2 separate regions of the Mus musculus genome follow, and region 1 is linked to region 2. Evidence: chromatin contacts called from public promoter capture Hi-C data. All regions are on one chromosome and are shown on one strand. The core of a region is the stretch at or near the end of the contact, and the rest is flanking DNA. Distances in the headings are between cores, read along the strand shown.

Region 1 (6,067 bases), core at 155-2,654, 120 kb before region 2:
TATCTCCCCACCCCCGGCTCTAGGAATACATCAAGTGTACCTTGCATTCCTCTGGATGTGTCTCCAAGTGAGGTTTCTGCCTGGTTCTGAAGCTCTGATAAGGCAACATGGCTCTGTTTAGTAAAGAGACTCGGTGATCCACTGTTTATTATGACAGAAAACAACCCTGGCTAAGGATGTCCCCCTGCCCCATCCACTGCCTGTAACAAGAAAGACCCCAAGGAGTCTATAAAACTGTTCAGCTGACTGAGAGAAGTGAACCTCAAAAAACAGCTGTGGGGCTCAGTAGCCTCTCATGAGGTGGTGAGAGAGGAAGCCCCTGAGGATTGGTGTTAACTAGCTAGTGTTAACCTGTTGCTTTGGGTTTTCTGTACGGGGCTCCAGGTTAGGTGGGCAGTAGCTGCCACTACCCAGCATCTTCAGTGTAATGATTTCCACGAGTTTTAGGGAACAGTCAGCGTTTGTGAACTCTCTGCTCGCCTTGTCTTGATCACTTACACCTGAGTGCCGAGCTGGCTGCTTTTGCTTCTTCCGATTGCCCGTTTCTCTAATTTATTATCAATTCTTGGCAAGGCCAGGAGAAACTAAACATAAGCCCATAAGGTTAATGTCTTCAACTGAAGACTAAAGCCAGTTGGGTATTAGCTACGGAAAGCAAACATGTTGCCCATTAAGGCAGGCATTAGTGGCTGCCTCTCTGTTTACAGAGTCTAGGATTTCCACTCTCAGTTAATTTGCTGAATGTCTTCCACTAGCGTTGTAAACACAACAGCCTACAGGAGCCAGGAAGGAAACAGGTTTAACTATGGGATCCATCATAAGGATGCATGCCTTTCTTTGGGGATGGATGGCACCGAGCTGCTGCTAACAGAACTGGGTGTGAGTGTGGACCTCAGCCTGCCTCTACGATCATTTTTTTTTTCTTTTTAAGGAAACAGAAATACAGATCCCGATGTGAAATCTTTTTAAGTTTTTAATCATCAACTAATTCAGAAGTTTGCTTTTAAGTTCACTCGGGGCGAAAGAGCATGCCAGTGGAACGTTTCTCACCTGCAAACTGAAACAGTCTGTAAACACAGACACATTCTTGATATAAGAAAGTGAAGGAGAAAAGAAAAGTCCTTGAGACCACGTCTCTGCTTCCCAAGACTGTATAATTTACTTGGAAGAAAACAGGTCGTCCCACGTTAACAAATAAATACATACATACAAACCCAAATCAGTCTTAAGTGCCAAGACAATTGGCAGACATTTTTGTTTAAATCCTCACAAGTCCCAAGTAGCTGGGAGCTCCTTGTTGTCTTCCAGGCTCTCCCAGCTTCGAAACTGGGAGAGGTTTTTGCTGGGGTAAAACTCTCGTGATTGTTTATTTACTTTCCATCACTCCTTTAGTGACTGCGCCTGCTAATTTGCTTACTTGTCTACGTGATGGGCCTTCTGATGAGCGTGACACACACTTGGATGAGGGTGGCTCGCCGGAAGGACAGGAAAGGCCAACTTGAACTCAGCCCAGTGTCGGTAGCTGAGGCACATAGCAGGTGGCAGTGTGGGGTTGACTCTGAGTCAGCCTCAGGAGCACCATGGTGTAAAGGGTTCGAACTTTATGTTCCAGGTTAGTGCTGCTCAATAGAACCTTCTGGAATGGTGGAAGCACTCAACAGTCTGCATTAAATCCATGGCAGTAGGATTTGTGAGGTTACTGAATGGCGAGCATGTCTGAGCAACTGCATTTTTATCGATGTCATTGTTAGCCTTGAGTTTAAAAATCATTTTATTGGCTGACAATTTTATGTGTATATAGTGTAGTTGATCGTATTAACCTCCACCCATTGCCTTTTCTTATTCCTTGTCTGCTCCATCTGCAATCCTCCTTCCCAACACTTCTCTCTTCTAATGTCTTGTCTTTTAAAAGAAAAATAGCCGATTGAGTTTAAATAGGGCTGCTTGCATGTGCACAGGTGTGGGATTATTTACTGCATGGTGGGCCACTCTGTTGAAGAAAAGTCGCTTCTCCCTCCCCCGACAACTGTCAACTTCCAATAGCTGGCTCCTCCAGAGGAAGTAGGAGTCTCACATGCCCTTCCCCCATGTGTTGGAATTTTGACAGCTCCATGCTGTTCAGGTCTTCTCGTGCCAGTAACCACAGATACTGTGAGTTCATGGGTGGAATGGCCGTGTTCTGGACAGAAGACTATTTCATAGCCTTCTCTCCATTTTCTCCGAGTCTTGAAGACAGAAGCTCTGTGTGTGTGTGTGTGTGTGTGTGTGTGTGTGTGTGACATACATATCACACTTAGGGCTGAGCAGTCAACTGACATTTGTTATCAGTGCTTTGACAACTGATGGGTCTCTGCATTCATGACTGCCCACTGCAAAGCTTCTCTGGCCAAGGTTGAGAGCAGCGCCGATCTGTGAGGATCAACAAATATTTAGAGGACACTTGGACAACTTGTTCATTGATCAGAATGACACTAGAGGTCCCCTTTGAGGCTTATGATCTTCTGGGCCATGGGATTTGGATTGTATTTATAGTACAGGTGTTCTCTCCCATGCAGCAGGCCCCAAATCCAATCAGAATGCAGTTAGCCATCGCTAGAAGAGTGGTGCCACCATTGGCTCATGGGGCACCTCTTGCTGGCAGGTCAGTTTGTAGCATGCAGGATCCACCATTGGTGAAACCACTAATGATCTTTATATGATAGCAGGCTAAGGAACTGCATTTCGAATCTTTGTTAGTAAACTTGAAGCTTAAACAGGTGCATGCTGGTTACCTTAATGGCCAGTACAGTTGTAGGCACTAAGGCACCGGGACGCTGTCATGGATATAACAGTGCCAGGCTGTGATGGCTGTACACACCAAACAGCAGTAGAGGGTGCATGGGGCCAGGGACTGTGACACCGGCAGCTTTCCTATCCAAGGAAACAAGAATTGGACATTTAAAGTAGGAAAAGATGGGAGAAAAAAATCCTGAGACAAGTTCTCTCATGTTTTTCAAGGCTTACCTCAAATTCACAATCCACCTGCCTCTGGCTCTTCACTGCTGGGATTTCAGATGAATGCTCCCATGCTCAGCAAGGAGAGTTTTGGTTGTTGTTGTTGTTTTTTAAAAAAAATCACAATAAAGACTTAGCTGAAAGTTTGTGATCAGTGTGACTACCAGAATTTTCCTGTTTCTTGTAAAGGGCGTGGTGTTGTGTTTGTGGGGTGAGGGTCAGGTTGTGACCCGGTGAGAGACTTGGAAACAAGCAAAAAGCAAGAAAATCATTTGTATAGATAGATGGTCAATACTTGGGTAAGATGTAATGCCAGAGATCCAACCCACAGCATTTTGTATGGATTTTTCTTTTAAAGAAAGAATCTCATTATATAGTCTAGAACTCACTATATAGACCAGGCTACTCTTGAATTCATAGAGATTTGCCTAAATCTGCCTCCATTTTCTGGAGTTAAGGAAATGTTGCACCCACACCTAGCCTCTGTATTTTTCTATAAATATTTATTTATTTTTATTATACATACATGCTTACATGCTTACATGCATACATACATACATACATACATGCATACATACATACATACATACATGTGCCAGCAGGTATGTATGTGTACCACATGTAAGCCTGATGTCTACAGAGGACAGAAGAGAGGGTTGAGTCCCCTGGAACTGGGGCAATAGGCAACTTTGACCCACCAATTGTCGGTGCTAAGAACCAAACCCAATTCCTCTTCAAGAGCAGCAAGTGCTTTTGGCTATGAAGCCATTTCTCCAGCCCCCCAAGCTTCTGTATTTTAAATGTGATGAAATTGCCTAATCCTGTTTCCTGCCAAACCGACAGCTGTCAGGATGGCTGAGTGATATATGTTCCGGATCACCTCGCCGTTCTTAGCCAGGGAGATGACTGGAATCACCACCCTTGCCTGAGTTTGCGATCTCACAGTTGGAACTGAGAGTTTCCCAGGCAGCTGGGCACATGCTGGTATAGGAAGTGTTTGTTGAGGTCATTTGCCTTTCCACCTCTGCCACCTCACTTCTGTACCCTGTCCTTTCAGCCTGCTTCTCCTTTTTGTGTGTGTGTGTGTGTGTGTATGTGTGTGTGTGTGTGTGTGTGTGTGTGTGTGTTTGTTTTGTTTTGTTTTTTGTTTTTTGTTTTTTGTTTTTTTTCGAGACAGGGTTTCTCTGTGTAGCCCTGGCTGTCCTGGAACTCACTCTGTAGACCAGGCTGGCCTCGAACTCAGAAATCCGCCTGCCTCTGCCTCCCAAGTGCTGGGATTAAAGGCGTGCGGCACCACTGCCCGGCTTCTGCTTCTCCTTTCTGAGTCTGTCCACACACCAACCTTCCTCCCCTAGGGAAGTCAGTTCTGATGATGACAGGCTGAAATGGGAATGGGTGATGTGGGGGCAGGGGCAGAAGCCCCCTGCTCTCAATACCAATAAGTCTCTAACCAGTTTGCACCAGGTCTGGTAGGAGACTGGCAGTCTGGGACGTACATAGGAGGAGCCTGACCTAAGTGTTCCTGTTTTCTTTCCTCTTCTCTGTTTTTCAAGACTGGTTTTGTTCCGATGCAATGCATCAGCCAATTTTCCTGTTGGTAGAGCAGGCAGCAATGAGGGGGAGCAATGCCTGACCCTTGCCACATTTAGAAGGGCAGATGGCTTTTATTACTTTTGAAATGTGAGTAAAGTGATGGCCCAGAGATACTCTCATCTAAATCGAAGCATTTGTTTAACCATAATACCCTTTGCCTAGTAAAGACATACAGCTGCCTCCGAAGAACTCTGGAGTGGGGAATCTCAGATTGAAGGAAGACACATCTGTGTGTATCTATTCATGCATACTTACTTTGGATTCCTATGGATATATTACTTTGGTAAAGAAAAGAGCTGGTCTGTGTCTCCTGCCCTGACCACTCTTTCTTTCCCTTGAAGCTAACCCCACTTCCCTAAAATTAGCAAACTTAGGTCCTGTCCTGGGGGCACTGCCCTCTTCAGCTGAGCATAGACACCAGTGTATGTGTACTGAGCATCAGTTGTCATGAATAGCAAGTATATTGGCCTCTAGGAAGAGGGACCTTGTGGCCTTTTGAACACTGCTCTTACTTCATCCTGATGTGGAAACTACTTAACCAGAAATTGTGTTGTGTGGAGAACATTTAAGGTCTGAAGACAATTTTTGGTTCTCGAAGCTTAAGAGATAGTCCTCTGGGCTTACACCGAGAGAGAGGCCAAGAACACTGTGCCTTAGAGTACACAGGAAAAACCTGTCAAAGCAGCAGCTAAATATTACTAGTACTAAGACTGGAAGTCCCTGGCCTAAGCAAACCTTGGAAGAGGAGAGTAGATTGAGTTCTTCTCTGCCGAGGCTAGTCTTTTCCCAATTGATCTATGTCTTCATTTTCTCCATTCATAGAATATAATGCATACATGCTCTGGCTATTACCACAATGCTGTTAGGATCAAATGGTTCAACAGATGTGAACACGACTGGATGGAGTAGAATGCTAGTGAGTGGAGTCACAGTATTTGTAAATGAGAGGAAGATTCCCTCCACCGCAATTTCTACATCCTTCTGTAGGAACAGCAAGGAGGTCATGTGACAGCCACCCTCAGGACTAGACTCACAGACATGGACTGCTTAGCATCCTGAGGCCATTGCAGTCAACCTGGGCATGGGATGGGGAGTGTTGGAACTAGAAACTGTTCTTCCCCACGGCAGTGGCTTATGAAATAAGATGCAAAGATGAGCTATAATAATAGACTGTCACTGGGATTTTAAAATTGAACAACAAGGAGGTAGGGGATATAATTAAATAATCATGTCAGATTTACAAGCATGTATAATGATAAACCATCATCGCCCTCCCGACATGGTACATACCCCATTCCAGACATCTCAGCTTCCATAATACATGTTATCAAATAGTCCTTTATTCCTTGCAGTGAGATGTCACATATCATTGAGCGAGTGAACCAGCAGCTTCAGAGAGAGCCCACCAGGGAAGCAAGCCATCTCATCAGTCTGTTTCTCCAATGGGGTCAACAAAAGATGGCCACTTTCTGCACTCACA
Region 2 (6,615 bases), core at 1,867-4,366:
ATGGGGTCTGGTTAGTTGATATTATTGTTCTTTCTATGGGGTTGTAGACCCCCTCAGCTCCTTCAGTGTTTTTTCTGACTCTTCCATTGGGGACCCCATGCTCAGTTCAATGATTGGCTTTGAGCATCTGCCTCTATATTTGTCAAGTTCTGGCAGAGCCTCTCAGGAGACAGCTATATCAGACTCCTGTCAGCAAGCACTTCTTGGCATCAACAGTAGTGTCTGGGTTTGGTGACTGTATATGGGATGGATCCCTAGGTGGGGCAGTCTCTGGTTGGCCTTTCCTTCAGTCTCTGCTCCACACTTTGTCTCTGTATTGGCTCCCGTGAGTATTTTGTTACCCCTTCTAAGAAGGACAGAAGCACCCACGATTTGGTCTTCCTTCTTCTTGAGCTTCATGTGGTCTGTGAATTGTATCTTGGGTATTCCAAGCTTTTGGGTTAATATCCACTTATCAGTAAATGCATACCATATGTGTTCTTTTGTGGCTGGGTTACCTCACTCAGGATGATATTTTCTAGTTCCATTTGCCTAGGAATTTCATGAAGTCATCGTTTTTAATAGCTGAGTAGTATTCCATTGTGTAAATGTACCACATTTTCTATATCCACTCCTCTGTTGAAGGATATGTGGGTTCTGTCCAGCTTCTGGCTATTATAAATAAAGCTGCTATGAACATAGTAGAGCAGGTGTCCTTGTTATATGTTGGAGCATCTTTTACTTACTAAGTAAGTTTTAAATAAGCTTTTTCAAATTGCCTCTTGACACTGTAGTTATATCCACCTTTAGTCCCCAAAAAAATAAAATAAAATAAAATAGCCGGGGATGGGTGGCACACGCCTTTAATCCCAGCACTCAGGCATCAGAGGCAGGCAGATCTCTGAGTTCAAGGGTAGCTTAGTCTGCAGAGTGAGTTCCAAAAGAGCTGGGGCTACACAGAGAACCCCTACCAATAAATAAAGAATATGCCCCAGTACAGGGGAATGCCAGGGCCAAAAAGTGGGAGTGGGGGGGGAGGGGAGTGGGGGGGGAGGGTATGGGGGACTTTTGGGATAGCATTGGAAATGCAAATGAGGAAAATACCTAATAATATATATATATATACATATATATATAATAAAGAAACAAACAAATTAATTAATGAATGAAAATTTTTTAAAACCTGCTACTTGTAACTTAAAATAATGGGAAATTGAATAAACCAACTGTTTGCATAGGGGACAAAGAAGTCACCTGCTGAGTGTCGTGAGTCCTTTTACAGTCCTTTAACTGAGGTTCATAAGTGGCATGGATTGTATTCTAACCTGCTTTGGAATTCTAAACCCTATAACCTTCGCTAAGTCCAGCTTCATAACTCATAGCTCAAACTTCCTAGCTTCCAAAACTTGAAGTGAGATCAAAGAAAGTTCTTTTGTATGTGTGCTGTGCCAGGAAAAGTCCCTGCTTCTCATTAGCCACCCATCCTGGGCACACATCTGCTGTGATTTCAGCCATAAAAGATGTCTTCTCACACAGCTGTGACACACGCATTGCATCTCCTGATTCTTTTCCTTGCTTCTCTAACAAATGATAGTTTAGTACATCCTGTTACCCTTAGCATTAAAAATACATCCTGGGGTGGTCAGAGTTAGGAGCTCTAGGAGGGAGGTTTCCTTCCCCGCCCCAACCCTCAGCTCAGCTCCTATCTACACAACATGAGATCTTAACAGAGATATCTGGGGGCTTCAATCTCAGTCTCCCTAGAATCGTTACCCATTCAAAATAGCAATAGGCAGGGTTCCATGACGTTCCAAGGTTCCCCGGATATGCCGGCATTATAAAGTAACCAGTCAAGGCTGGGCTTGAAGCCCAAGTCTTAGCGCACAGCGCTTTGTTGCTTCTTGTGTGAAAACGTTATGATAACACCTACCTTGACAGGTTGTTAAAAACTGTAAATTTGATTTGATTGTGAATGTAAAGTGTCAGGCTTAGAAACTCCAGGACTGGGTGGGAGCTGGGGGGTTGGGGGTGGGTTAGCGCTCGGGAGGGAGGGGGTGGGCAATTACTGTTCTTTAGTCTGAGCTGCAGTATGCTTAGAACTGTAGGATTATTTTTTAATTAAACAATGCTAGAAAGAGAGAAATGTATGAGAGAGAGAGAACATAGAATCAGAGTTTTAAAACAGGCCATGTGTAGGAAATTGCTGGAATGCAGAGCAGTGCTCAGCAGCCTAAGTGTTGGGGCCAACGCACCTGGCTGCCTGGCAGGTTTCAGATCTTTGCACCTGAGCACACCTGCACTTTGCACACAGTCTCTTCCAGGAATTGCTTTATGATCTGCAGGAAGAGACAGCCTTGTTCTCAGAAGGAAACAGACTTCCATTGGGAGACAGATGACAGGTGTCTGAAGGAAGCTCAGATGCATATTTGCAAAGAAATCGATTCAATATTTGTTCAGAACAAGTGGGGATTTGCCATTGAAAATCTGGGAGAGTGTCTCAGTGGATATTCCAGGAGCTGGCAGGGAGAGCACCCTCATAGGACATAAAACTCATCTGGCCCTAGAGGTTGATTTTCTTGTTTTCAGGAAACAACAGCAACTCTTTCACCCACTACTAACATTAGGAAACTTAGCTTCACGTGGTGACACTCACCTTTAATCCCAGCACATGGGAGGCAGTAGCAGATGGATCTCTGTGAGTTCGAGGGCAGCCTAGTCTACATACTGAGTTCCAAGACAGCCAAGGCCGCAGAGGAACCCTGTCAGGGGTGGGGAGGACTTTGATGAGTGAAAGTGACGTTCCTTACTCTACACAATAGAGACAGATGGAGGCGGGATCACCGTGGAGTGCAGAAAGGCTTCTGTTGGTCAGTTCCTGTGATGTCAGAAACGCCTTCCCACTCTGAGAAATCATTAGCCAGCCACCTAAGCCGCTTGAAGGGAGGAACGTGTGTTTTCCCTGGAATTGTTGTTTTCCTCTGTATCCGTGTCATGTAGAATTACAGCTAGGGTTAATTACAAGTTGTCAAGGCCAGGCCGTGTGCCAAGCCTTCTAAATGCGTATCCATTATGTGCTTGTAGCAAGGCTGGCCTAAGCTCTTGTGATTACCACGGGGGCTGGGTTGCTCTTGGCAATTGGTGGTGCGTCCTAGACAACAGTACTGCACCAAGGGGAGCCATTTGAGATCATCCTTCGTCAACGGGAGGAAGGTCTCAAAGACAAAGTAGGTCGTTAACACGAAGACAGATGAGTTCCTGTTCATCAAAATGCCGCGGGGTTCACCTCCTCAGATACGTTATGTTCTGTGTGTAAAGACAAAATTTTAAACTTTGAGTTTTTAGAGCTGAAGGGGGGGGGGAACGAGCTATAGCTTTTAAAAGATCAAAATGTTGTCAGTGAGTTTGGCTCACTGAGCCATATTCTTAGCACCTGTTAATAAACAAATCCCGTATGAGCCTAGGGATGTGGGGGTCCCTTGTCACTGTTCCTATCAGGATCTTCAGCTCCCTCACCAGTGTCCCCCTGGCTCATCATTTTTCCAGTAGCTGCAATTATTCCAATGGACAAAGAGGCTTCTGTAAAACCTGCTATTTCCTTCTGCCTCTCCTGCCATGGTATGCTGACCTTTTCTCCTCCTGACTTAGGAGATTCGACTGTCATTTGTTTCGATGTGACAGCCGTTAAGCTCTGCTGTTACTAATCCTTAAATGACATGAACTTCCATTGGATTAATTATTGTGTTTTGAGAAGGTAGCCCCCAAACTTGATCTCCTGCTAAGTTTCTACTTTACTATGGAGATGATGTGTCTGTGTCTCTATAGTAGAAGTACAGCGGCATTGTGGGCCACTCTGCATTTCTTCCTAGCATTCCGGGACATCACACTGAAAGATTAGATTTAAGATTCTCTGACAGTTGATAAGCACTCTTAAGCCAGAGCTAGATGTATCATCTGGTTGATTGTCTGCTGTTTTGCCTTGGAAGTGCCCTGTCGCTAGGCCTGTCTCATTTCCAACGTCACACATGAACGGAGGAATAATCTCCTGGTATTGAGAAGATATTCTCCCATGCATCAGTGGAAGCACTCATAGCACTGGCAAATGGGTAGAGTTCTCTAAACGTCATTTGTCTTACTTTCATCTGATCAATGTAAAGTAAAATGCCAACAAGCATCTTGTCAGAACTATACATTCACCAGTGGCGGAGGAAATGGGCTAGACACAAATACAAAAATTCTACAAAGTATACACAGCACTCTGACAGTTATAGTAAAACCATTGTGAATATTTCTACTAATAATTTATATAATATATAATTATACGATATAATATAAATATATTTTATAACATATAATATAAACATATTATTTCTTATATTATTGGAATATAAATGTATAATATCTTTATAATATAATATAAAAATATATTATAAATATATATTATATATAATAGGTAGCATGATATGATATATACAAATATATGACCATAACTGTTATCTATTTTACTATTTATAATTCACTATATGATGCTTTTTAGCGATATCTCTGCATAGTAATTTTTAAGATAATGCTAACAATAGTTATTATGAATTGCTCACAAGTGGCAGATATTATGAGATAAATTCACAGTTCTTATATTGCTGAAGACAAGGAGGCGATGAGGACACTAAACCCAGGTCCTTCTAGCACTAGGTGGAAAAGATGGCATTTGTTTACTAGATCGTATTAGCAAGAGACATGGCAAATACTTAGACTTATGTAATTCATATCAACCCTGTGCTAATTAAAAAGTATGCCCTCATTAGCTTTCCATTACCTCAACAAAATACCTTACAAGGAAAACAGATGGGGCTGGAGAGATGGTTCAGTAGTTAAGAATTTCAGTTCCTCTAAAGGACTTAAGTTCACTTCCAAGAACCCATAATCCCCTGTATTTCACAGCAGGAAAGCCAATGCCTCGGTCCTCCGCAGCCCTCTGTACTCATGTGCACATACCTCCATTCAGATACAAGCATCTATAAGTAATGAAAAACTATAAAATATATTTTTTAAATAGAAAAGGTACCCAAGATGAGTCAGTCCAATTGCTCTGGGTCTCAGGTGGGCTTGACATATGGCAAGGGCAAAGAGCATATGATAGAGTTAAGGCCCTCCCCAGAAACAAAAAAACAAAGGGCCTGGGTCTGACTGTCTGCGACCTGGAATGGTCTGCTCCAAAAGATCTTAGGACCTTCTGATGGGTTCCACCTTCTAAGGGTTCCACCACTTAGCGCCATCCTGGGAGCCAGGCTCTGGACACACGGGCCTTTGGGAAGCATCCATCCAAACTACAGCAAAGGCGACTTTATCCCCCACTCCACGGACAGCATATGGCTAGAGTACATGCTCCCAGTGACGCAGTAGTGGCCCGCGTCCAGCTAAATAGCCCCGTAGATGGGCACCCAGGAGGCAAGGGCCAAGGCTTCTGAGATAGCTCTAAATCAGCTCATCTGCGCTGAGACAGCCTCACTGAGGACATGTTATTCTGGAGCCTCCGTGTGGGTATTTTTAGAGCCTTTGGATTAATTGCCAGCAAGTTATTTCATGCAAATAAGACTTAAACACGTATGTGAAAGATAGGCAGTTATTAAACAACCTAGCATTTAGATCCGACTCAGAAGCAGATACTCAAATGCTCCTCAGAGCAGGTAGAACACATGAGCAGAAGGGGTAATTCCAATGACAGGCTTTAAACTTAAAATATACATTTACAAAATGCCTCACTCATTGACATGTAACAAGAAGCCAGGTGTTTGAGCAGTGTTAAATGATAGGCGTGTGGCAAATACAGAAGTGGATGCTCACAGCCATCCACTGGACGGAGCACAGGGTCCCCAATGAAGGAGCTAGAGAAGGAACTGAAGGGGTTTGCAGCCCCATAGGAGGAACATCAATATGAACTAACCAATACCCCCAGAGCTCCCTGGGACTAAAACAACAACCAAAGAAAACACATGGTGGGACTGGTGTCTCTAGCTGCATATGTAGCAGAGGATGGCCTGGTCGCCCTCAATGGGAAGAGAGGCCCTTTGTCTTGTGAAGGTTCTATACCCCAGTATAGGGGAATGTCAGGGCCAGGAAGCAGGAGTGAGTGGGTTGGGGAGCAGGGGGAGGGAGGAGGTGATAGGGGATTTTCGGAGAGGAAACCAGGAAAGGGGATAGCATTTGAGATGTAAATAAAGAAAATATCTAATAGAAAAAAATGATAGGCGTGACGGTTTAACAAGGCACAGTACTGTTTATCTGCCTACATGGGGCACCCTCTGAAGGTAAAACTTGAGTGTGGCCTGCTAAGTGGCTACGTGTCTGACGTCACCAACAGCCATGCTATTCAAAGCTACACACACCAGCCAGGCCCTAGCCTGACTACTGAGCACCCACTCTAGATCATGAGACACAAGAACCTCAAAGACAAAGGCGAGGCCTCCCTTCAGCAGCGTCCCTAGAGCCCCATCTCCCTCCCCTTTCTTTGCCGTATTCCATAAGACGGCATCATTCTCAAAGGTATGCCACAGCATGTTGAGAGGAGATGTCCCTGCCTTTACCAGGCCCCCTCTCATTTAAAAGCAGAGGTTCCCAACCTTCCTAATGCTGTGACCC

The links. Capture Hi-C pulls out chosen DNA fragments and counts their contacts.
Region 1: a promoter capture Hi-C map of pancreatic islet shows a contact between it and region 2. A contact is called at or near these places in 3 of 484 Hi-C or Micro-C datasets (the CH12 cell line, cumulus cells and nephron progenitors), 6 of 130 datasets of targeted methods (the NIH/3T3 cell line, a beta-TC-6 cell line, bone marrow-derived macrophages and 3 more) and 4 of 9 other capture datasets (adipose tissue, embryonic stem cells, liver and 1 more).

The regions. Positions count from the first base shown.
Region 1 is chr19:24,430,533-24,436,599 of GRCm38.p6, reverse strand. All of the region lies in intron 3 of Pip5k1b (phosphatidylinositol-4-phosphate 5-kinase, type 1 beta), which reads left to right. The region is part of intron 3 of Pip5k1bos (phosphatidylinositol-4-phosphate 5-kinase, type 1 beta, opposite strand); the gene reads right to left. Among named protein-coding and RNA genes, the nearest start is that of Pip5k1bos, 18 kb to the right of the region's middle.
Region 2 is chr19:24,313,607-24,320,221 of GRCm38.p6, reverse strand. The region is part of intron 13 of Pip5k1b (phosphatidylinositol-4-phosphate 5-kinase, type 1 beta); the gene reads left to right. Among named protein-coding and RNA genes, the nearest start is that of Fxn, 36 kb to the right of the region's middle.